3 separate regions of the Mus musculus genome follow, and all the other regions are linked to region 3. The links are chromatin contacts, called in public HiChIP or PLAC-seq maps. All regions are on one chromosome and are shown on one strand. Each heading gives the region's core, a stretch centred on a gene start, on an enhancer-like site or on the middle of the called end of the contact. The rest is flanking DNA. Distances are from core to core; before and after follow the strand shown. Region 1 has its middle 64 kb from the start of Rras2. Region 2 has its middle 51 kb from the start of Copb1. Region 3 has its middle 26 kb from the start of Far1os.

Region 1 (4,478 bases), core at 1,004-3,503, 590 kb before region 3:
CTGGGGTCACGGTGTCAATAAAGAGCATTAAAAAAGCCCCTCCCATTCTGCTTTGCACCATTCCTCAGCCTACTTGATCTTACTTTAGCCTTTGACACTAATGACCATTTCCTCATTCTTAACATTCTGTGCACTTTTAGCTTCCAGGAATCAGTTCTCTTCTGAATCTATTCTAGTCCTTCCAAATCGCAAGGATCCTCTCACTGGCTCCTTCACCCTTACATCCTGACTTCTTTCCTTGCCCTGCTCTGTGACATCTTCTCTCTCCCTTACTGATCTCAGCCACCACCCATGGCTTCATTTATCGTCCATCTCTCGTGACTCACAGATCTGTTTCCGAATCTCTCTTCCCAGCATTCCACATCTACATAGCAAATTGCTTAGTGTAAATCTCTCCTTGGATGGCTCATATTGTATCCCTAATCCCTGTCCTTCCCAGAGGCTATCACCATAGTGCTGTGGGTCTGGCTCAGCAAACGGCACAAACGTATATCTTTCTGTCAAGCTAAAATTCAAAAACCAACCCTCTTCCTTTCTGCTTCCCAGGCGCAGATCCTGATTCCTGACTGATATATCTGCTAAATATCTTTAGTGCAAGCTCTCCTCTAGTTTCCCCACATAGTGTTGCTCACATCTTCATTTTCTCTCAAAGGGACTTTTTTTTTTTTTTTTTTTGAGGGGGGGGATGTCGAGACAGGGTTTCTCTGTGTATCCCTGGCTGTCCTGGAACTCACTTTGTAGATCAGGCTGGCCTCCAACTCAGAAATCCGCCTGTCTCTGCCTCCCGAGTGCTGGGATTAAAGGCGTGCACCACCATGCCCGGCTTCTCAAAGGGACTATTGCAACAGATTTCTATTTGCTCTCTGGGCAAATGCTAGGTGTATTTTGATTTCTGCAAATCACTCATTAAGTCGGACTATTCCTTGCTCATACAACACCAGAACCTTTTGTCTAGTTATTCATCAGGCCCTCCAGGGCTGCTCCAAGACTCTCTTTCAGACCACACAGAGCATCCTTTCTGCTTTTTATGTCCTTCCCCATCTTCGTGATTTCGCAATTGCCTCTCACATTTCTATGCCTTGCCTGAGTGTCTGCCTCTTCTGTGGATTGGTGGATCATTCCTGGACCCCCTCTAGCAGTTTCTCCATCAATCTGTCCCTGAACTCACTGCAGCACTCTATTTATTACAATGTATCTACATCCAATTCTCCTGTGGACTCCCTAAGCAGGTCTCTAGGTGGCTCTCCCTACATGCCGTGCAAATGTTTAGTTTTCTTAACCAAAAACTCATAGCTAGGGTTTGGAGAGTACCTTGTGAGTTCCATGAAAATGTATGTGAAATGATATGTCTGAGGTTATTAAAGGAACCAGAGGTTTAAAGGAACCCTAAATTCATAGACAGTTAAGATCTCTACCTTATGGGTAAACATTGTCAAGAAGCTATGTTTAGAAATCTGAAATTCATCCATTTCAGCCTACATTTCACAATGGGATGGGATGATTACTGCTACGGCAGCGGCGGCTGCTGCTGCTGCTGCTGTTTTTGCTGCTGTTGCTGCATGGAGTTGTTGTTGCTGCTCCTGTTATTGCTGTACGTTGCTGCTGCTGCTGCTGTTACAGCATGCTGTTGTTGCTGATGCTGTTGCTGCATGCTTTCTGTTTTTGCTGCTGCTCCTGTTATTGCTGCATGCTGTTGCTCTTATTACTGCATGTTGTGGTTGCTGCTGCTATTGTTGTTGCTGTTGCTCCTGTTATTGCTGCATGCTCTTGTTGCTGCTGCTGTTTATGTTGTTGCTATTGCTACTGTTTCTGTTCCTGTTGTTGTTGTTGCTGCTGCTGCTGCTGCTGGCTAATGAGGACAGATATGAGTGAAGGGGCATGTAGCAGCTTTCCCTGCAAGTGGGGATACTCAAAAGCCACCCCTTCTTCTCTCTTCCCCCACATCTCTGTCTTCCTCTTTCATTGTGTGAGCACACACAACCAGAATGAATGCAGATTTGAAACTTGAACATACACAGACCTCTGAATGTACACACAAGAGACACACAACCAGGCATGCACACATAGATAAACATACACAAACACCCAAGTGAGCATGTGAATCACAAACACCCTCGCTCCTAAGTACACACGCATACCCATAAACCCATACATGTGATACTCACAGAACTAGGCTCCCACAACTCCCTCCTGCAGAGAGTGATTGCAGCACCTGGCACCAGGCCCATGAAGACAGCCGAGTGGAGCCATCTGTCAGGCTGAGGTTCCTGAACACCACCCATCCTGCCTGAGCTCAGCTGGTCGGCATGCCGGGCATGTGGCCTTGCTATTCTCTCTGGCTGAATCATGCTGAGTGAGCTGGCCTGGCTAGAGTTTATCAAATCGGAACAGAATTTTGGCAAAACAGATGACTCGTGAGCTTGGCATTTGTGTGCTCAGGAGTCAGAGACCCTGAAGAAGACAGAGAAGGGGTCTGTATAGAGGGAAGAAATCACTTCTAGATAGACTGAGAGATGCTAGTGGGCTGAACTCAAAAAGCAGTGTGGCAGAACCCTGATTCAAATTCCAGCTCTGCCACTTAAAAGCCACATGACTTCGAGCATGACAGCTTATCTCTTTGAACCTTGATATCTTCTACAAAAATGACCTAATACTATGATCTGACTCACAGGTTTGATTTCTTTTAATTATTGTAATATAATAATTATAAATTACCACAGAGGCATATAACAATGACTACACTAGTAGCTATTATAAGTAGGGGATATCCAAGTCCAATAAGGATACATACTAGCACAGCCTGATAAGCCCTTCTAACCCAACATCCCATCTCACAGGGCAGCAGCCTTGGCATCCTCTCAAGACTGATCTTCATTTATAAACCTGTTCCCTCTGCCTTTTTGTATTCCACCAACTGCTTGTCAGCTTTCAAACTACTGCTCCTTCCTTCTGCTCCTCCTTAAGAGGTTTTTTTTTCCTAATTTTAGGATTTTTTTTTCCGAGACAGGGTTTCTCTGTATCACCTGGCTGTCCTGGAACTCACTCTATAAACCAGGCTGACCTCAAACTCAGAAATCCGCCTGCCTCTGCCTCCCAAGTGCTGGGATTAAAGGCGTGCGCCACCACACCTGCCTTAGGATTTATTTTTATTATTTTTAAATTATGTGTAGGTGTCTGTGTGTGGGTATGTATCCATGAGTGTAAGTGCCAGTGTATATTGAGGTTTGGCCTGTTGCTATGTATTATAATGCTAAATTCTGTATCCCAAGATCTAGTTGCCTCAAGACGTGTGAATTCTCACTTAAGCCAATGCAAACCTTGTTCCTTAGTTTTAAACTATTGGTTAATAAAGATGCCTACAGCCAGGCAGTAGTGGTGCACACCTTTAATCCCAGCACTTGGGAGGCAGAGGCAGGCGGATTTCTGAGTTCAAGGCCAGCCTAGTCTACAGAGTGAGTTCCAGGACAGCCAGGGCTACACAGAGAAACCCTGTCTCAAAAAAAAAAAAAAAAAAAAAAATGCCTACAGCCTGCAGCTGGCAGAAAAGAGGTAGACATGATGGCAGGGCATGAATTGAGGTCTTGGGATCTGAGGCAGAGACCACAAAGGATGGGAAGGAGACAGAGGTGGAGATAGGTGAATCATGAACTCACGGGCATGAGGGCTGGCCTGTTGGAGTAAGAGTGGCCCAGACAGAACCTGGCAAGTGATATCTCGGAGTTACTGACAAGGAAGAAGACAAACTAACATAGAGCTGTAGTTACTGATAGTTGTCAGTCACATGACCTGGGTGTTAGGAGCTTGAACTCAGGTCCTCTGGAAGAGCAATGACTGTTCTTAATGGTTCAGCCATCCCTCCATCCTCAGCCCTGGTATTTTGTTTTTCTAGATGGAAGTCTTTGTATCTCACCTAGCTTTGAACTAGCAGTCTTCTCACCTCAACTCCTAAGTGCTAACATGCAGCATCACGCTCAGTCGACATGCCCCCTTAGATCATGGGAACTACCATTGCCCTACTGACCTGCTGTCACCTCTATACAGCTCCCCAGGTTTCTGCTGCCAGCAGATGCTCACATCATAACGCTCTTATCACTCCTCATCTGGTCTGACATAACAACAAAAATAAGAATGGGATTTGCTAAGCCTTCATAATATGTCAGAAACCTGCAAAAACAAATACAACCTTTTATTTTTTTACAACTTTATTAATATTTCCCATTTTACAACTGAAGAAATTGAGTTACCAGAATATGAAGGACTGAGCCCAGTGCGACACACTGATTGTAAAGATATTCTGTCACCTCATGGATTGTTAGGAGACACCAGAAGCTAAACTACATTGCAACACAGAGTGAGTCCCAATGGCAAAGATATTTGAAGTATGGAGGTAGGCAGTCAGGAGAGTGTACTTCAAAATTAATGAAATAGTAATTGTTCTGGAGCCAGAATGTGGGCTCTGGAAGACTTTGTGCCTGAGA
Region 2 (4,163 bases), core at 958-3,457, 610 kb before region 3:
CCACCACTGCCCGGCTGACAGCCAGTGCTCTTAACTGCTGAGCCATCTCACCAGCCCCAAATACAACCTGTAAGATCCAGGCACTCAAGCACTTTGTACAGAATGCATGCCCATGGGTACTGTTATAAAATAAGATTAGGTAATGACATACAAGCACAAGTCTCAGTTTATACCTTTAACTTTAACAACTCTGGAAAAGCCCCAAGAGAGAGTGCCCTGGCTTTGCAGTGCTGTAAGATTCCCTCCTCTCTTGTCAGTAGAAAGGAACAGTCTGGAGACACATCAGGACCCCAGGTTCTGGCTGATAATCTCCTGCACATCTAGAGCTGTGTCTTGAAGTTAGGTGGTGACATAGAGTCTAGTGAGCACTTCAGGGTCCGAACGGTGAGCCACAGCACTGTCTAACTACTTGAATCATAGGGAAGTGTACATACTGCTGTGGGAACGCAGATGGCTGTCACAGGGAGTCAGGTGTGGCTTCATAAAGAAATGATTTTGAACTAAACCATCAAAGCATAAATATGCTTGAGTGTCTTAGTAGGATTATTATTGCTGCAATGAAACACCATGACCAGAAGCAACAGAAGAAAAGATATATTTGGTTTGCAGTTCCATATCACTATTCATCTCTATAAGAAATCAGGACAGGAACGCAAACAGGGCAGAACCTGGGGGCAGGAGCTGAAGCAGAGGCCATGGATTACTGCTTACTGGCTTGTTCCTCATGGCTTGCTCAGCCTGCGTTTTTTATAGAACCCAGGACCATCAGCCCAGAGATGGCAACCACCCACAATAGACTGAGCCCTCCCCCATCAATCACTAAGAAAATGTCTTCCGGGCTGGCGAGATGGCTCAGTGGTTAAGAGCACCGACTGCTCTTCTGAAGGTCCTGAGTTCAAATCCCAGCAACCACATGGTGGCTCACAACCATCCATAATGAGATCTGATGCCTTCTTCTGGAATATCTGAAGACAGCTACAGTGTACTTATATATAATTAATAAATAAATAAATCTTTAAAAAAAGGAAGCATATTAAAAAAAAAAAAAAAAGAAAAAAAAAGAAAATGTCTTCCAGGTTTGCCTGTAGCCTGATCTTGTGGAGACATTTTCTTAACTGAGGTTCCCTCCTCTCAGATGACTCTAGGTTGTGTCAAGTTGACATAAAACTAGCCAGCACACTGAGCGTCGGATAAGGAATAGGAAAAGAGGGAGACAAAGTTGTTCTAGCCAAGAACACTTTGTATAAAGTCATAGAGGTATGTAGCACAGAGAGGTGCATTCTGCTCAACTTAGGGTTTTGTGAGAGAGAGGCAGTGGCAGATAAGAGACTAGATCTGAGAGGCAAGGGACTGGTCAACAATGGCAGGCTGACGGAGGTGGCACACTGGTCTGAAAGGTGTTCAGGTCCCATCTGTACCCACCCGGCAGATCCTTACTGAAGATTGGAGTGCCCAACCAGCACTGGGCTGGAAAAAATAAGAAAGGCGACTCAAGCTAGGCATGGCCACACATACCTGTAATCATAACACACAGGAAGCTGAGGCAAGAGAATCTTGAGTTGGAGGTAAGCCTGGACTACATTGCAAGACCCTGTAAGAAAGGGAAAAGAAAGGGGAAGGGGGGGGAGTGCAGGAAAACAAAGAAAGGGGAATGGAAAAGAGGAGGGAGGGAGAGAGGGACAGGGGAGGGAGGAAGGGAGGGAACGAGGGAGGGAGAAGCGAAGCAAGATAGGGTGAAACATACTAACTTCATCTCACCAGGAACACAGAGCTCAGGATTCTAGGCAGGTAAAGAGCAAGTTCTTGTTGAGTAAGTTCAACAGAGCGTGGTGTGGAGTGGGCTGTGATGGGATGGGAAGTGGGGCCAGGCTGCAGGGGTTTTCGGCAGTGCTACTTTAATGAAGGAGGGGGAAGCTCAGCCCCACCTTCCCTTCTGTAACATGGGGCTGTCTGTGTCCTGCCCTTCCTGCCTTGAAGGGTTCCTGATCATGGGTTAAAGAGTCAAAAGCAATTTCATATGGATTGCTTGTTTTTATTGCTTCCTGCTTCCTTTCGTTTAGATCATATCATTACCTTAAAAAAAATTTTTTTTTTAAAGATGACCGATGCATTTCATCAGTGAGGATTTCCAGGAATGTTAGGGAGGCAAATGTGGCAGAAAGAAAGTATGCAGGCTTTGGGGCCGAGTAAACCTGGCGTTAAGTTTTCCCTTGTAATTTATTAACTATGATCTTGAGCAAGAATATTTGTTTCGGCCTTTCTCTGCTCCCCTCCCCCAACACACACCCTAGAAAATGGAAATAAACAGTGACTGCCACCAGGCTTGGTTATAGATACATCCCAGCCCTCAGGAGCAGAGGGGTTGTGGATTTAAAGCCAGCCTAAGCTACACAGCAAGACCCTGTCTCACAACAAACACCATACCCATAAGTGAGACTATGCATGGCTTGTTAGTATGTTGTGCATAAAACTTATCTGATCATACTTGGACTCAGCATCAAGCATGGTGGCTTATGCCTGTAGCCCTGGTACTTGGGAGGCTGAGACAGGAGGATTGCTGCTAGTGAAAGGCCAGTTGAATTACATAGTGAGTTCTGGGACTTTCTGGGTTACACAGTGAAAAGCTGGCTAAAAACCAAAACCCCAAAGATAAAACAGCTTTGTCTCAGCTGTTCCAAGTCTCCTCTCACCTTCACTGTCCCTACTTGGCAAAGAACTCAGAATTGTCTGCTTGTGTCCAAGAAAAGCCCAGTTATGACAGGTGCTTAGTATGCACAGGACGCGTCCAGCTGTCTTGACTTCAAGCCATAGTCTTTTAGACTGAGTGACCATTAGCACTATCAAAATATTCCACGGAGTTGGCTTAGCATAGCATCTGTGTCAAGTTTTTCCAGAATGCTACAGCCTTATCGCTCTCACATCATTTGGGTAGTTACTCAGAATAAGCCTGAAGTTCCAGTCAGCTCATATAGAGTGTGTCATGCTCCCTGGAACATACTGTGCTCCCTCCCTGGAAATGTCAACAGCTCCCCCCGCCCCCCCTTAATGTAAGAATTACTGCCCCTCCTCTTTAAAATCAGATAACTGCTTTTTTTTGGAAGGAGAAAAAAAGTAGAATTGTTTTTATCATCTACTTCTGCCTCAGTCCAACCCCCAACGTGAAGTCACAGTTACTAGCCCTTTACACTCACAGGGTCCAGCTTCCTTTTAAGTGATGTAGATCAAACCTAGGACCTTGTGCATGCTAGGCAGGTTCCCACCCTAAGCCCCTTCCTTGCTTAGCATTTTTGTTGGGTAATAAGGCATTCATTCGCATTACACATTGATTCAGGTTCTGTCTCCATTGCACACACACCCCTTTTGTGCAGGCACTATTCCTGTCAGAGCTTGTAGATCAAGAACAATATGCAACCCTTTATTCTGAGACAGTCACCAAGTAAGGAATTTTCAGAGTGAATACGAGAGGGCTGGAAAGAAAGAAATAGAGTCATGGAATAGAGAGTGGCTGGTAGATAAGAGGGAGGGAGCCAGGGTAGTGGGGCACTGTAATGGTTTGTATATGCTTGGCCCAGGGACTACTAGGAAGTGTGACCTTGTTGGAGTGGGTGTGTCCATGTTAGAGTAGGTGTGTCACTGTGGACATGGGCTTTAAGACCCTTGTCCTAGCTGCCTGGAAGCCAATCTTCTAGCTGCCTTTGGAACAAGAGGTGGAACTCTCAGCTCTTCCAGCCCCATGTGTGCCTGGATGCTGCCATGCTTCTGCTGTGAAAATAATGGACTGAACTTCTGAACCTGTAAGCCAGCCCCAATTAAATGTTGTCCTTTATAGGAGTGGCCTTGGTCGTGGTGTCTGTTCACAGCAGTAAAACCCTAACGAAGACAGGCACTAAGAGGAACCTGAGGTGGAGATGAGTTGGGTACTGTCAGAGCCTTACCCTGGCAATCCTGACAACTTAGCCTTGAGGACCCCCCTCAGCCAGCCAGTTAGGAGCCACTGATGGAGACCAGAAAAGGGCATTTAGTCAATGTGGCCACACTGGGAAGGGAGACAAAGAGACCAAGTACCACCTCCAAGTCCATCTTCCAGGGTCTTGACTCAGGTATAAAGTCTATGTAGTCCCAGTCAGGGGTCAAGGCATGGCCCCACCCATCACTGACCACCA
Region 3 (3,972 bases), core at 101-2,600:
AGTGACAAGTGTGGGCATCATGAGAGGCCTGCAGGGGAAAGGGGATAGCTTCCTGTGACATCTGGCACATGACACCTGAGCTGGGTTTTCATGAAGGAAGTCTTCTCTTGGTGGAGAAGGGAAGGGACATTCCAGGAAGAGCTAGTGCAAAGGACCCTGGGGACAGCAGTGAAAAGGTACTGTCATTGAGAAGGAATAGTAAGGAGTGGGTACAGAAAGACAGGCTTGCACAGTGAAGACACGTTCTGCCTGGAACAGCAGCATGTCGGCTGAGAAACTAACGTACAGACAGGGAAGAGTAGACAGACGTGGGAAGGGGTGAGAGCCAGTCTTGGTCATCAGCCTGACTAAATCTGAAGTAAATTAAAATGCAAGCCAGCACCCCCTGGCCTGAGAGACTTGTCTTCATCAGATACGTGTGGACGGCAGCTTCTGCTAGCAGCCGGATAGAAGGAAACTTCCCTTTTTGCTTGTTGCCTTCACTCCTTCTGGCAAGCTCATCTATCTTGTTGCTACCACATTCCTTTGCTGATATTAGAAACAGCTTTGGGCTTCCAACATGGACTGAGACCAGTAGCTCCAGGAATCTTCTAGGACATCAGCACCAGATTAGGAATGCTGAGACAACCAGCTTTACAGAACTAATACAAGATTCCCAGCCTCTCCAGTGTGTTGAACTGCCAGGCCCATATTATGTAATATAACCTAATAAATCCCTTTTTAATATATCTTCACTCCATCAATTCTCTCCCTTTAGAGAATCCTGACCAACACAGAAGGCAAGCTAAGACAAGCTGGGAAGGAAGCCACGAGACTGTAGCGCTTGAGTGCTCTTACAGGTGATTCAGGGCTACTGGATTCCTTCTCATCTGCAGAGGAACCCAAGACATTCTCTGAGGGCTTCTGGAAGGAGGTTTGTGGATGTAACCCAGTGCCTAGCTTTACTTCCAGGGCTCTAGCAGACAGGTTCCTAGATTCCCCATATCCTTGATCCTGGCCCTAGAACAACTCCACTCTCCCTTTTAAGCCTCCAAACTAATGTGGATGCAGATAAGTATTGGCTCAGTTGGATTAGCTACCAAATTCACACCATTACTTCAGAGAAAGCAAATGTTTGCTGTATTACTCATCTCTTAACAATAACAATCAGTAAAGTTGGAACCACTGGATTGTCTGAATATCTGATCTGAGCCTATGCCAGGGTCTTCATTCCAGGGGGACCCAGGAACCTGCTAGGCTAGTCTTGTCAATTATTATAAGAGCTGGCATTTATTAACTTTGAGTCAGGCGGTGCCCTGGGTTCCTTACACACATGATCACATTTCATCCTCATGACAACTTCTATTGAGAGAAAACAGGTTTACAGAAGTGAGTTGCCTGAGGAGCCTCAGAGGCAAAGCCAGCCCTTGACTGCAGAGTTGTAAAAGGCTTTTGTTCTTTCTTAACCTGTCTTTGGCATGGCATGCTATGTGGTGTCTAACTGTGCTCTAAAGCCCATTGTGTTGAAAGGAAGGGCTTGGCTGTCAGCCTCTGGTCTTCCTGAAAGACAACAGAACATTTAGGAAGTAGAGCTTAATTAGTTGGTGTGCCCTTGAAGGGGCTGTTGAGACTCTAGCCCTTTCCAGCCACCATAAGACAAACACTTTCCCTTATTACCACACACCTTCACTATGATGTAGTATGTTGCCATTGGTCAACAAACCAACAAACTACAGACTAAGTTCTCTGAAGCCACGAGCTAAATAAATATTCCTCCTTATAAGTGCTTTATCACTAGCATTTGGTCACAGTGGTGGAAAGCTGACTGGCACATAGGGGAATCTTAATCTTCTGAAGGTGAGGAAAAAGACTCAAGCTTAGGACACCACTAGACAATGAAAATGTCATCCCAATCCAGCTCTCTCCACAGGCTCAGAAGTACAGAAGACTGTGGTGGGTGCCCTGAAAGCTGGTGTCTGGGGCTGCAGCCTATGGCATTAGTCACAGAACATAGAGTTAATAGGATGTTCCCTTCCAGGAAAACAAACTGGTCTCTGCTGCTTCACTGCTCAGGGCTTATACCTTGGCTACACAGAAGTGACTGGGTAACAGGTTCTTTCAAGAACAGAGTGGCTCTGTCCATGGGGGCAACACTTAGGTACTGTGCTTCCCCAGGGCAACTCTTCCCACATGAGATAACACAAAGATGCAGCTCACAGTCAGCTGGGCACAAGGCAAATTCGACAGTGGTTGTTTTTCTTAGCAGCTTCCTGGATGAGAACTGGGTCTCTTAGTATCAGAGGGCTATTATCCTACATGAAGAACTGAGAGAGAGACACACACAGAGACACAGAGAGAGAGAGAGAGAGAGAGAGAGAGGGGGGAGAGAGAGAGAGAGAGAGAGAGAGAGAGAGAGAGAGAGCAAAAGCTGTGGGACTGGTTTGTTCAGGATTGCTGTGTCCACCCCCTCCATCACTTTGATTCCAGACAAGGCATCTTTTCATCCCTCCCTTTTTTAAAAATCTACACTATGCAGATGCTGTTCACAGCCATGTGGCCAACCATATGTATAAAGAGTCTCCATCTTCAAGCCTTGGAGGGTAGCTGTGGACAGACAAAATAAAACCCAGGTTCCCCACCATTCATCAGTTTGTAATACACATGAAGCCTATTAATCAAATCCCTCAGAGCCTTTTAATTCCCTGTACTATGGCCCTCAAATACTTAGTTACCAAGGAATATGTAACCATGATTATGAACCAACCCATAAATTTTTTTAACCCATACTTGGTCCTCACTCTCTGCATCACTTTGGTCTTACCTGGCCAATGACCTCTGTTCTTATGGCTACATAGATGATCCATACATAGCCAGAAATGACAAATGAGACTGCTGACAGACTCCAAAGTGCTCTAGACAAAACCATACTGGTTTGGTGGATACAAGCTCCATTCCCAACTCCCTCTCCAGTGTCAGAATGCAAGTCAGAATCTGAAACTATTCCATGGGTTCTGGGGACACTTCCCCAGCCTCTAGGACTCAGGTTGGCACAGTGACACTGTGGTCCATGCAAAGATAAAAATAATGGCTTCCCCTCACATCTGCTCTGGACTTGGTCACCTGCCGACCCCAAAGCAGCACAGTACAAGCCCAGTTTCAAAACATCTGTGACTTGCCTGTCCAGAATAAACACCTATGATGTCATATTCTCCTACCCTCTCTTTCTCACTCTTCTAAACTCATGTCATTTCCCTTAGAAACACCTTTATGCATATTAGCTCCTGTAATGGAATCCAAGAGGGTACATAGTACACCATCTGATGCAGTCAGGCCTTAGCTAGAACATTCTTTTGCATAAGAAACTACAGAGCAGTGATGACCAAAGCGATCACAGTTGCATGTAAATCAGATGCTATGTTTGGAGAGAGAGCCAAATTGAACCTACTATAAAGGGACAGGTAAGGGAAGACATAAAGAGAACATTTCAGCCAAAAGGAACAACATTAACACATGCAGAGACATCAGCTCAGCATGGCTCCTGGGAGTGGAGCTTCCTCTGGGTACTGAGGGACTAGCTGTGGAGTTCGTGCCCAAGATCTGCTCAGGGCACTGGCCCAGACCAGAAGGAACCCTTGCCCTTGGTTGGTTCCTTGCAGAGTGGGAGAGAGACTATGGAGATTAGGGATGAGGGTGGTTTATAAAGTATGTTGAAGTCAAATATGCATTACTCTAAGTCGATTGGTGTGGAGTGGGTTGTTAATGACGGTACCTAATTGGGAAGATGACCAGCTAGGTGCTTTGGAAAAGTCTCCAGTCAGAATGGATTTGGGAAGTAGCAGAGAAGAGGAAGCAGATCCACTAGGGATATGGTTTCAGTGATTGGATGAGAGGGCACAACCACAGCTGATTATGGTAGTGAAGTGGGACAAGAAGGAGGAACAGGGATAATCAGAGACCTGGAGCCTGGATAGCTGCCTGGTTTGGCTGGGACGT

What was found. HiChIP or PLAC-seq counts read pairs in DNA pulled down with a chosen protein or histone mark.
Region 1: a contact with region 3 is called in an HNF4G HiChIP or PLAC-seq map of pancreatic cancer cells. The contact joins two enhancer-like sites. A contact is called at or near these places in 1 of 484 Hi-C or Micro-C datasets (stem cell-derived neural stem cells) and 1 of 115 datasets of contacts at active chromatin or transcription factors (pancreatic cancer cells).
Region 2: a contact with region 3 is called in a FOXA1 HiChIP or PLAC-seq map of pancreatic cancer cells. The contact joins two enhancer-like sites. A contact is called at or near these places in 5 of 484 Hi-C or Micro-C datasets (cerebellum, cerebral cortex, pro-B cells and 2 more) and 1 of 115 datasets of contacts at active chromatin or transcription factors (pancreatic cancer cells).

The regions. Positions count from the first base shown.
Region 1 is chr7:114,179,471-114,183,948 of GRCm38.p6, reverse strand. No RefSeq gene overlaps it. Among named protein-coding and RNA genes, the nearest start is that of Rras2, 64 kb to the right of the region's middle. Within about 2 kb of position 2,253, at least 182 of the 459 cell types and tissues checked have an H3K27ac peak or open chromatin away from gene starts, as enhancers often do. A contact at or near this core is called in pancreatic cancer cells, where this site is marked.
Region 2 is chr7:114,201,890-114,206,052 of GRCm38.p6, reverse strand. No RefSeq gene overlaps it. Among named protein-coding and RNA genes, the nearest start is that of Copb1, 51 kb to the left of the region's middle. Within about 2 kb of position 2,207, at least 57 of the 459 cell types and tissues checked have an H3K27ac peak or open chromatin away from gene starts, as enhancers often do. A contact at or near this core is called in pancreatic cancer cells and uterus, where this site is marked.
Region 3 is chr7:113,588,624-113,592,595 of GRCm38.p6, reverse strand. No RefSeq gene overlaps it. Among named protein-coding and RNA genes, the nearest start is that of Far1os, 26 kb to the right of the region's middle. Within about 2 kb of position 1,350, at least 43 of the 459 cell types and tissues checked have an H3K27ac peak or open chromatin away from gene starts, as enhancers often do. A contact at or near this core is called in pancreatic cancer cells and uterus, where this site is marked.